Regions from separate parts of the Triticum aestivum genome. Here region 1 is linked to region 2. A link is a contact called in public Hi-C data. All regions are on one chromosome and are shown on one strand. The core of a region is the stretch at or near the end of the contact, and the rest is flanking DNA. Distances in the headings are between cores, read along the strand shown.

What was found. Hi-C and Micro-C count contacts between places; a contact is called where the count stands out from the background.
Region 1: a Hi-C map of leaf shows a contact between it and region 2, with 6 times the contacts expected there. The contact joins the promoter of LOC123091444 here to the promoter of LOC123091439 in region 2. A contact is called at or near these places in 2 of 5 Hi-C or Micro-C datasets (both in leaf).

What each region holds. Positions count from the first base shown.
Region 1 is chr4B:129,729,985-129,735,534 of IWGSC CS RefSeq v2.1, forward strand. LOC123091444 reads right to left here and starts at 3,692. Exons shown (of 3, transcript XM_044512952.1): 1 at 3,478-3,692; 2 at 758-2,182. The coding sequence starts at 2,090. The coding sequence ends at 792.
Region 2 is chr4B:129,327,674-129,332,707 of IWGSC CS RefSeq v2.1, forward strand. LOC123091439 reads left to right here and starts at 3,346. Exons shown (of 14, transcript XM_044512944.1): 1 at 3,346-3,555; 2 at 4,002-4,087. The coding sequence starts at 3,488. It overlaps LOC123091438, which reads right to left and starts at 3,193. Exons shown (of 4, transcript XM_044512943.1): 1 at 2,755-3,193; 2 at 685-1,911; 3 at 82-577. The coding sequence starts at 3,124.

The sequences.
Region 1 (5,550 bases), core at 2,442-4,941, 400 kb after region 2:
ATGTAATAATGATATTTTTTACACCCTAATAAATCAAAACCATGTGGTTTGCAATAGAACAAACAATGGCACCCCAGAGAGTTTATACGCTTACTAACCGTGTGAAGCTAACCACTGCAGACAGAAGTAAGAAGAGTCATCCATTTCATACAGAAGCTGCACCACAATATTTGGATAGTGAAACCCTATGTAAGTGGCAAACTGACACCACATAGCACAAGAACACTGAATCTGGGCACTATCACTATAGGTGGCCGTGTGCTCCTACTAGGCTTCTTAGTGATTAAATTCTCAGTGTGGCCTATCAGTACACTTCATTGATTTGGCTATATCTTCGAACAAATGTTGTAGTAAGGTTTGGGCTACATGCGTCTTTGATGCCGAGGCCAGGGGTAATGGAAGCTTCTATTTTCTTAAAAAAAATCACCAACTATGTATCACCCAGGAACACCATGTGCATGACAGCAATCATTTGAATATTGTTAGTGCAAATCATTCACAAGTTGATGATCTAACTGACACTTTTCTTATTTATCAAAACCCCTTAATGAACATCCTCAAAGAAACCTCACGCATCACGAATATCACATGAACTAAAACATGAGATCAGTGCATGTAATACTCCACAAAATGTGAAATACTGACAGTACTTTGAAACATAAATACGAAGTGCAGATTTTATCAATATGAAACAGTGACAATAGCACCAAGCAGAAGCTATTCAAAAATGATGAATATCAAGAACTTTCATGCTTACCATATTGCAAACCAAAACTCTGATCAAACAACTATCATGCATGATTTGCATTGCCTTTTAGCTCAAGCTCTAGCTCCTGGTGTCTTAGCTGAAGTTCCAAACGCTTCTGCTGAAGCATCATTTGTTCATTCTCCAATGTCATCCTTTCAATTTCCCTGTCCTTCTTCATCCTAAATCTCTCCCACTTGAGACGTTGTTTTGCCACTTCCAGTTTTTGTTCTTGGGTGTGCAAGCGATGTTTCTGAAACTCTATTTGTTGTGAAGTCAAGTCCTTCCGCGCAAAAGACAAGTTGGCTCCACCTGGAATAGCATTGTTGATACCCAATGTGATGTCATGAGGATTGAACCTCCCACTAACACCGTTTGAGCTTGAGGTGACAAAACCCACATCACCATGATCCACCGCACGACACATTCTTTTATTCATGTAAGAATCCCTCAAGTTGGTATGAACTGTTTGATGCTCTTCGTCATGCTCCTCGTAATCAGAATCTGCACTCTGCTCACCCTCTTCAGGATCTGCACTTGCATCCCTCCTCAGATCATGCTCCTCTTTACATCTAAGAGCAACCTGTAGTGAGTGCTGAAGTGCGAGATCTTCAGGTAAATTGACACGGTTGTTGTTATGATATGAACACATCTGCTCATAGAATAAGTGCTTAGAGTTCAATATCTTCCTTGCATCTTCTTTCATCTTATCAGAAAGATGATGCATGCTATCAAGAAGTGCTGGATTTTCCACAACATTGCAAGCAGTACCACGACCAAGGATATCTGTAAGCCTTTTATATCTCTTGTTGAGATCATTGAACTTATCCTCGCACTGCTGTGGTGACACACTGCAGCCTCTTTCGCCCATGACCTTTGATATTGCTTTCCATTTGCCCTTCTTCTGCACTATTGCAATGTTCCTCCTTCCGCCTTGATCCGCCCCAGGATCCTCCCCCGTGTAGGATGCTGCGGTAATCAAAAGTTTAACCATGGAACCTGTCCACTTCATCCGATGCCATGCTGAACCCTTCTTGCCTTTGTCATTCTGGGTATCAGTAACATCCTCGGTCATATCATGCTCCTCATCACTGATGGAGTCCTTAGAGTAATGACTGTGCTGGTGGTGATCCTTTTTTTCATGTTCTCCAAATTGAAATCCAGGGTTATCACGTGCTGTAGCCCTGTTGATAGGCATTGCAAAACTCCCTAGCATCTGAGATTGGTTGAATAGCTGTTTTCCTGAGCTTGAAGCATGCATTTGCATGGAGTTACCGTGCACATTCAAACTACTATAAGGAATTCCTTGCATCATGTTTCCAGTAGGTAGGTTGCTGCCTTCCATTTTCTCAAAAAGATCACTCAGGTGGTTGTACCTCTTGTCAATACCATACAAAAGGTAGAGGAGGTGTCATATGTCTTCACTTCAATATCACCCTGCATAGTAAGTTTGGAGAAATTATTAAAGTCCCAGCCGGAAATGTATATTTGCACAGCTGTATATTTTTCAATGTTGCTGAACAAAATAGATAGAGGTTGAATTTCATCAGGAACACCTAAATAAAAATACGATAAGGTACTCTCGAACACACTCGACTGGCACATCATGTGATATTGAATATACTAGCATTGTGCAAATGCAACCCCGATCTCCGGGCTGGAACGGCAATAATCGCAAAAGCAGTTAAAATGAGCTCTGGAACACTTAAAATACAGTACAACCAGAACGAACAATAACATTTGCAGGGATTTGTCACTGCGGTAGTAACTAACAACTAATCACTGGTGCTAGCAAGTGTCATGGTATTTCGTAAGGGAGCTATGCACTTATTGACAGCAAATTGGAACTCAATGCTTAAGCGGGTAATCGCTGAGCATCACCAACAGTTCCCCTTTCCCGTAAAAAATTCTGCTTTTGGGGGAGTTGGGCCCAAAAAAAGTGCTCCAACAGTTCCTGTAAAAGCGGTTTTTTAAGGGACCCCGTATAATCAGCCCAACTCCCCCTCCATCTAGGGGGAGATGGCCCTTCCCCTAAACATTCCCATAAAACTGCCACGTCAGCACGCTGCAACCGCAATCCGTCGCGCTGCCACCCCACCGACGACGACACCGACCATCGCCGTCACGCCGCAAACCGTCGCCGTCACGCTGCCGACCACCCGATCCGCTGTCCACCGCCTTCGGAGCCCGCCGTCGCCGCTGCGCCACCGCCAAATACCATTTTTAGGGGAAGATTTTTACCGGAACTGCAAAAGCAGCTCACCTGTCAACCTTCCCTAGATTATATGGACACCCCGTAAAACCATATTAGGTTTTTTTTTACATGAACTGCTGGTGATGCTCAGAAGAAGCACTGACCGACACTACCAATCAAATAACCACCGAATAGTACCCATTTACCCAACACACCAAGCATCCAATTCGCACGGACGAGCACGCGCCCACGATTGCGGTGCAGGGCATAATCTCCGGGCAAAACTGCATCGCCTGGAACACCGCAAATCATACCTGCGCCGCAAGATCCAGCACAGGTCTGACTCCTCCCGGGGGCAAAGGGGAAGATTAAACGTAGCTCCGAATTCATCCAGGATTTTTAGCTACACGGCGGCACCACGGACAGCGTATCGGACTGACAAACAAGAACAGAAATGGCCGGGGATTTTTTTTTCTTCCCACAAAACAGGAAATAATTGCCCTGCTGCGAAAAGGAAAAGGGTGGGAGAAGAGCTCACGATTGGGTTCTGGCGGCGGCAGGAGGAATCGCCGGGGCTCGAGGGAGGGTTGACAGACACTCTCCCACCTCCAGCCTTCCAGGGTCCAGCTCTCCCCCCCTCTCTCCCTTTCTCCTGGTCGTCGTGGGTGTGTGCCGAACAGGAGGGGACTTAAAAAAAAGGAGGAGTGTGCTCTACTGGCCGGCTCAAAGCAAAACGCTGCCGTGTTGTTCTGTACAGGTGGAATTCGGTGGGCCGTCGATGACCGGTGGGGCACGACACAGCGGGTCCTAGGTGTCAGCCACTCAGCGTCCATACGGCTGCGTGAAGTTGGCCGGTGCGTTGGTGTGGCGGTAACGGAAGGTTCCGGAAGCTCCTGAAAGTTGACTTGTGAAATCAAAATTAATGAGTATGCCACTCGAGAGTATATCCTTTCCTAGAGCACGAGAAAATTACATATTTAGAGCTTCTAGAAACTGGCCCCACACCCCCTCCCTCTATGTTCGGTCGGACAACCCAGAGAGGAGGGATGGCGCACAAGGACAACAGCCGACGAGTGTGCTCTACTGGTTGGCGTGAAGCGGAACGCTGCATGTTGTTCTGTACCGGTGGAATTTGGTTGGTTGTTGATGGCAGGTGGGACACGACACATTGGGTCCTGGGTGTCAGTCACTAAGCGTCCATTTAGGTTGCGTGTAGTTTGGTAGGTGCGCTAGTGTGGCAGGAACGAAAGATCCTGGAAGCTGGCTCGTTAAATCAAAATTAGTGAGTATACTATGCCACACCAGAGCATGTCTTTCCCACGAGCATGAGAAAATCACATATTTAGATCTTCTAGAAGCTGGACCCATACTTCCTCCCTATATGTCCGATGAGATAGCCCGCACAAGAGGGAGGAAACACGAGGATGCTACTTGCGAAATACATTGGTATTTTTCCGAAAAGGAATGGTGAAGTAATATAGTAGCACAAAGTATTTCTCTCAATAAAGAATCAAGGTTTATCAAATCAATAGGAGATTTACCTAAACCACCTTTAGCATTACCTACACACACAAGAGCAAATATTTGCACCCAACGCGGACAAGAGGGTTGTCAATCCCCTTGTACTCGTTAATTGTGAGGATTAAATCTAATAGTAGGAGATATATAAATTGCGAAGTAAAATAAAAGTAAATACATTGCAGCAAGGTATTTAGGGTTTTAACAATATGATTTAAATGGACCGGAGGCCAATAGTTTTCACTGGAGGCATCTCTCTCGAGAACATACCGATACACTGGGTGAACAAATTACTGTTGGGCAATTGATAAAATAGCGCATAGTTATGATGTTATTCATGGCATGGTCAGTACATCGGCATTACGTCCATGACAAGTAGATTGTTAAACTTAATGACTGAAAGAACATGTGGTGCCCCCATGTTTGGTTTTGGTAATTGATGACAATCTCTATGGACTAATGGTTGCCTTGAGTTATATTCATACGATTTTTCCATAGGCATTTCTCAAAGACCATTTGTTGGTTTCAACGTTATTAGAAGAAAAATATGTGTTGACCAAGGTTCTATTCAAGGATTTATCCAAAGATTGATCACGTGAGAGTTGCGCCTATTGTAGGCATGTCTTGAAGAAGAAGGTTGTGCAAACATTCATGTTTACCTTCAAGACATCATTTTAATGAAGAGAGTTGAAAAGATTCACGATTGATCAAGACTAAGTACAAAGAGTGATTCAAGTTGATCAACACACAAAGCATAGAAGATGTACCAAGCGGCATCAAGTGATCTCATGGTATGGTAAGCATTGTCCATTACGCTTTTTGTACTAACCCGTGGTCTATGTGAGAGTTGTTTTTGGGGTTAGGTATGTTGCCATGGTCGTGCATCAAAAGAAGATATCATATGACCCATGTGTTGGGGAACGTAGTAATTTCAAAAAAAATTCCTACGCACACGCAAGATCATGGTGATGCATAGCAACGAGAGGGGAGAGTATTGTCCACGTACCCTCGTAGACCGTAAGCGGAAGCGTTATGACAATGCGGTTGATGTAGTCGTACGTCTTCACGATCCGACCGATCCAAGTACCGAACG
Region 2 (5,034 bases), core at 2,096-4,595:
TCAAATTTGAAGCCAATGTCGCGAACATTGATGTTGAGTAGATATAAGAAATAAAAGGAGAAGCAGGAAAGATACATTTACCTTGCCTTTGCTTCTGAAACAAGTTTTGATCCATGATGGGTTAAAAGATATTGCTGTAGTGCATCCCAGAAGTAAGATTTTTCAAACATTTCAACTCCTACTTGCTGTCCACTTGCACTGTTAACAAATGAACATCCTTTGTCCAAATCTTTCCTTGTTCCATCATGATTTTGATTATCTTGTGTATCTGATTTTCCAGATGACCACCACCTTGCTGCCCAGCTAAATATTCCTTTGTTGCTTTCTCCAGAACCTCGTATCTTTTCAGCTTTGCTGATTTCGACTGTTTCGCCATTGTGATTCTTTGTATTTGCAAAATTCCTCTTGACATCTGTTTCAGAACAGTTATTAGACGGGTCATCTGACAAACTAGTGCTGCCTGCTGAACTGTTATCAGGACCATTCACATCAGCATTGTCAGCTGTGGAACAATTCTTCATGGCCTTTCTCAAATGTCTGTTATGTTGCCCTTCCTGGCTTGTTACATCACTGGACCCTTCAGAAAAAGTAGCATCATGAGATGGATGGACCAGGGCTTAATGGTCTTGGGACCAGTCCATAGTATCTGAATCCTTTCAAGTAGCCCTTTTTTACTAGTAGTACCTTGAGCCTCCGAGGAGGGAGTTGCAGCAGTGATCACCATATCAGCTTCCATATGACCCGCAGGTGGTTCAGATGGCTTAATAAAATCTACGGGTGGAGCTTTCCTTTGGTCTCTAGACAACAAACCACTCTGGGAAGATGGAGCATCAACTATCGGAATTTTCCTTTGTTCTGGGGACAATATATCTGATGGAGAAGATGGTATGTTAGATGATGGTGGCTTCTCATTCTTCGTCTCAATGAGGCATTTTACCTCACCATTACTTTGAGCAGAAGGAAATCTATTAAAGCTTTTTTCACCAACTACGACAGGTTGACTATCACCTGGTAAAGGATCTATAAATTTGACATAATCAGGCATAGCTTGGAGAAGAGCACTGAAGTTTTTGAAGCCATATAATCCATTATACATAAACAACTTGTTCTCTTTAAGTTCTGATAGAAGATCTTCGAGATTGACCCCTTCAGGATAAGAGTTTAGTGCTCTCCTGATACAGGTGATCACAGATTTGGGGATTCTAGGTGTCTCCTCTGGTTTCTTGGTCTGCAATGGTACATTCATGGAGTGGTTGAATTCTCCTTGCAGGAAGGGATCATCACCGACCGGAATTTTCTGTTGCTCTAAAGATAATATATCTGATGGAGAAGATGGGACATTGGATGATCGTGGCTTCTCATTCTTAGTCTCAGTGAGGCATTTTCTGTCCCCAATACTTTGCTGATAACTCATTCTCGTAAAGCTTTTTTCACCAACTAGAGCAGGTTGACTATCACCTGGTAGAGGATCTATAAACCTGGCATAATCAGGCCCGTTGACCACAGATTTGGAGGTTATAGGTGGCTTCTCTGGCTTCTTGGTTTGCAATGATACATTTACGGAGTGCTTTGGTTCTGCTTTCTGGAAGGGGTCATCAAGAGCTCCCCTGTAATTACCATACCAAGAACAGGACAAACCATCAGGTGGCTGGTTAAAATGTTTTCGAGTAAACCCCTCCCCTTTAATCAAAGCTTCCCACGGCCACATAATTGTTGCTGCACTGCACAGAATGCTGGGCTCATTGTTAGGACAGGCTAGCAGTATGTTGTAATTGCTCATCCGAAGGCGATGCAGAATATTCGCAAAGTGTTCATCCCCAGATATAAGGAAGAAATGGGCTGGTGGAGGGTTCTGAGCAATCCAATAGACAAGATCAGCAATGAATGATCTGTCAGAACCATCCTTTCCACCTATACAAGGTCAGTATTATTAGTACCATAAGATCAAACAGTTAGCGCAAGATAAGTAAATACTACATGCAACATTAAGAAAAAAAAACAGAACTGAGTCCCATTTAACTTGAAGCGACAAAAGAAGAGTTGAAGACTAGAAATACTCCCAGACTAGCGGAGACTTGAAATTCAGTAATATGCACTCACCAAAATAGCCTTATAACACCATAACAGCAGACAAGCGAGCAGACTTCCCTACACTGTCCATCTACTTATTTACCAGTAGTGTTGGGTAAAGTTTCTCCAAAGACCACAAATCGACTGTTCAAACAGCTGTTTTTGTTTACATGACACAGACATATGAATTATTGCAAAGGCCATTTCATGTTTTAGTGACCCCAACTTTTCTAAAACTTAATAAAAAAGGTTAACTGAGATGACCCCAATGGGCAACCTCTACATTTTTATGAAGAAGAAGAAGACAAGAAAATGTAACGGTTCCTATTAAACATTGACAAAATAGTATACCTCACAATGATATATTGCATATGATCAAGGTGCATTTAGCACAAATATCAATATACAGTAAATAAAAAATGTAGTATCATCTAGAATCTGCTTTCATTTTTCAGCATTCATGCACCAATTAATGCAGCTTGTTGCAAATACCCAAATCCAATAACACCCCACTGTGCCCAACTACATCCAACCTAGGCGACCAACAGCATAAAAACACACGAACATTTCTGCAATGCATTCTGAGGCATAAGGTAATAACATTCCCATTCGTGTGATAGAAAACCTAAACAAGGACAGTAGGCGAGTAAGGAAATGGTGGCTGGCGGAGGTGGAGGACGCAACTGGCGGGGACGTGCGAGAACGCGACGCCGGTGGCCGCGAGGACCTCCTGGACGGGGCGGGGGAGCACGAAAACATCGCCGAAGGCGGTGATCTCGACGGGGCCCCGGATGCCGGCGGCGCGCAGCGCGGCCGTGACGCGCGGGGCCACGCGGCAGGGGTTGGCGTCGGGCGGAAGCTGGCACTTTTGGAAGTCCCACCACACCGACACCTTGACCTCCTTGCTTTCCTGCTGCTGCTGCTGCTGCTGGGGCTGACCCCTCCACCGCTCGCCGCCGCCCGCGTGCGAGCTGAGCCCACGAAGCCCCCGGAGGCGGAGGACGAGGATGGGGTATCCGCGGCGCGGAAGCGCTTTGTACATGGCTGTGATCATCGCCGTTGCTCGCCGCGGCGGCGCCACGGGCAGCTGGAGGCGGTGGCTGGCTAGTGCTGGCGGCGGGGTTTCTCCAGGGCTTAAGAAGGACGAAGCCGAATGGTTCGTGGGCTGGGCTGGGCTCTCTGGTGTTGAGCCGAAAGATGGGCTCAAAGTGGCCTCCTGAACGAGGAGGTAGCGGCCCAATTGGGATAAAAGCTCAGGAAGGAAGGAGAGCCGAGAGCGTAAGGGTTGGCCCCCACACACACGGCGCGGTCTGCGGGGAGCGGCAAAGGCGATTTCGCCGGCGTTGGTAGTGGAAGCGGGTGTGCGCGCGACGCCGCCAGCCGCCGGCCGATCCTTCTCCGGCCGCCGCGGGGCGCGATGGAGACGGCGCACGAGGTGGCCATCTACATTGACCGCTTCCACAATCTCGACTTGTACCACCAAGGGTAACGAGAAGGGCCGTGTGCATCTTCCCTCTTTCCATTGGCGCTCCTTCTTTTCTTGATTCTTGAATGGCGCCATGTGGATTTTCCTGAGCCTTTGTCGGGTAGATAGAGATACGATTGGCATGCGATTTTCCTTCAGATGAATGTTTCATTCCTGTGACCATTTATATGCGTATTTTTTTTCGAGAATACATATAGCATGCCCATCATCCATTAAAGAAGATTTCTATGCGGAATTTCACTGCTGGTTCCCTGATTGTAATCTGGTACGATTTTTTTTTTGTATTTTGCCGGCACCCTGTTTGGTAATTTCACATTCTAATTTTGTTCTTCTGTCCATTCCTCTCGGAGAACCATCCGGTGCAAACTTCCGCCCCTTTTTCCCAACACGCGGACGCTGTGAAATTTGATTATTTCTTTTGAAATTTGCTTGTGTCTGCCTGCAGATGGTACCGGATGAAGATTAGTGCGGCGTGGGAGCAGGACGACGGCAGGGCACCGGTGTCGCCAGCCAGGGTAGCACAATACGAAGGTTCTTGCATCTCCCATGGCTTGGAAAAAGAAATTTCCGTACTCATTTTACATTTCTTGCATGATCCTGTGTGGGTGGAAGTAAATGTCTAAATTCGTGCTTGATGATTTATCTGCCAAGAACTAAAGGACTTAGGTGGGGCATTGTGATTTGGGATTGTTCAAATGAATCATTTCCAATATTTATTGTGCCTGATACATATATCATAGAAAATATGTTCAATTGTTGTGTGTGTGTGTGTGTGTGTGGAGGGGATGTGTGTGTGTGGGGGGGGGGGGGGGGTGAGAAGGTATGTTCTGCGTGATTGTTCTCAATCCTGCCTTGTATTGGTAACCGTAATCAGATTATTATATTCCCGAAAAAGGGTTTCCCCCCGCTTTGTATACAAAGCAACCAACCGAACCATACAGGATAGGTGCTGGGGCGGAAGCAACACAGTCACGCCCAAAAGAAACGACAGAAAAAGAACAAAAGAAACAAATGCCGACAACGGCGGATCAACAAAAACGAAGAAGCCTCGCGAACGCTGCGCCCACCGGGATCTTCCACTAGGCTCCAAGACTCTGAAGCGCTGGCACCTATCAACACCTCCAAGAAGGATTGCGACGATGACGACGCTGCTGCCAAGGGTTTCCCCCGGTACACGACGAGGCGAGAGGAAGGGTAGCCCCCGACGCCCTCCCGGAAGGTCAGGTGGCACCGACGACGAGGTGTCGGCCACGCCGTTAGGGGTTTCCCCCGATCCCAACCAGCACCTCGGGCGCTCCGGATCCAGCCACCAAACCAACCACCACCCTGCACCAATGCGGTCATGAGGCCCCCACGCCGTCTCACCACGGCACCGCGAAGTGAGGAGGACAGCGCGGCGAAGAATCAAAGCCGGGACTAGGGCATCAGCACCGTCGGCACGTGGGAGGGCCCCACCTCCACCGTCAGCGACGGTAGCC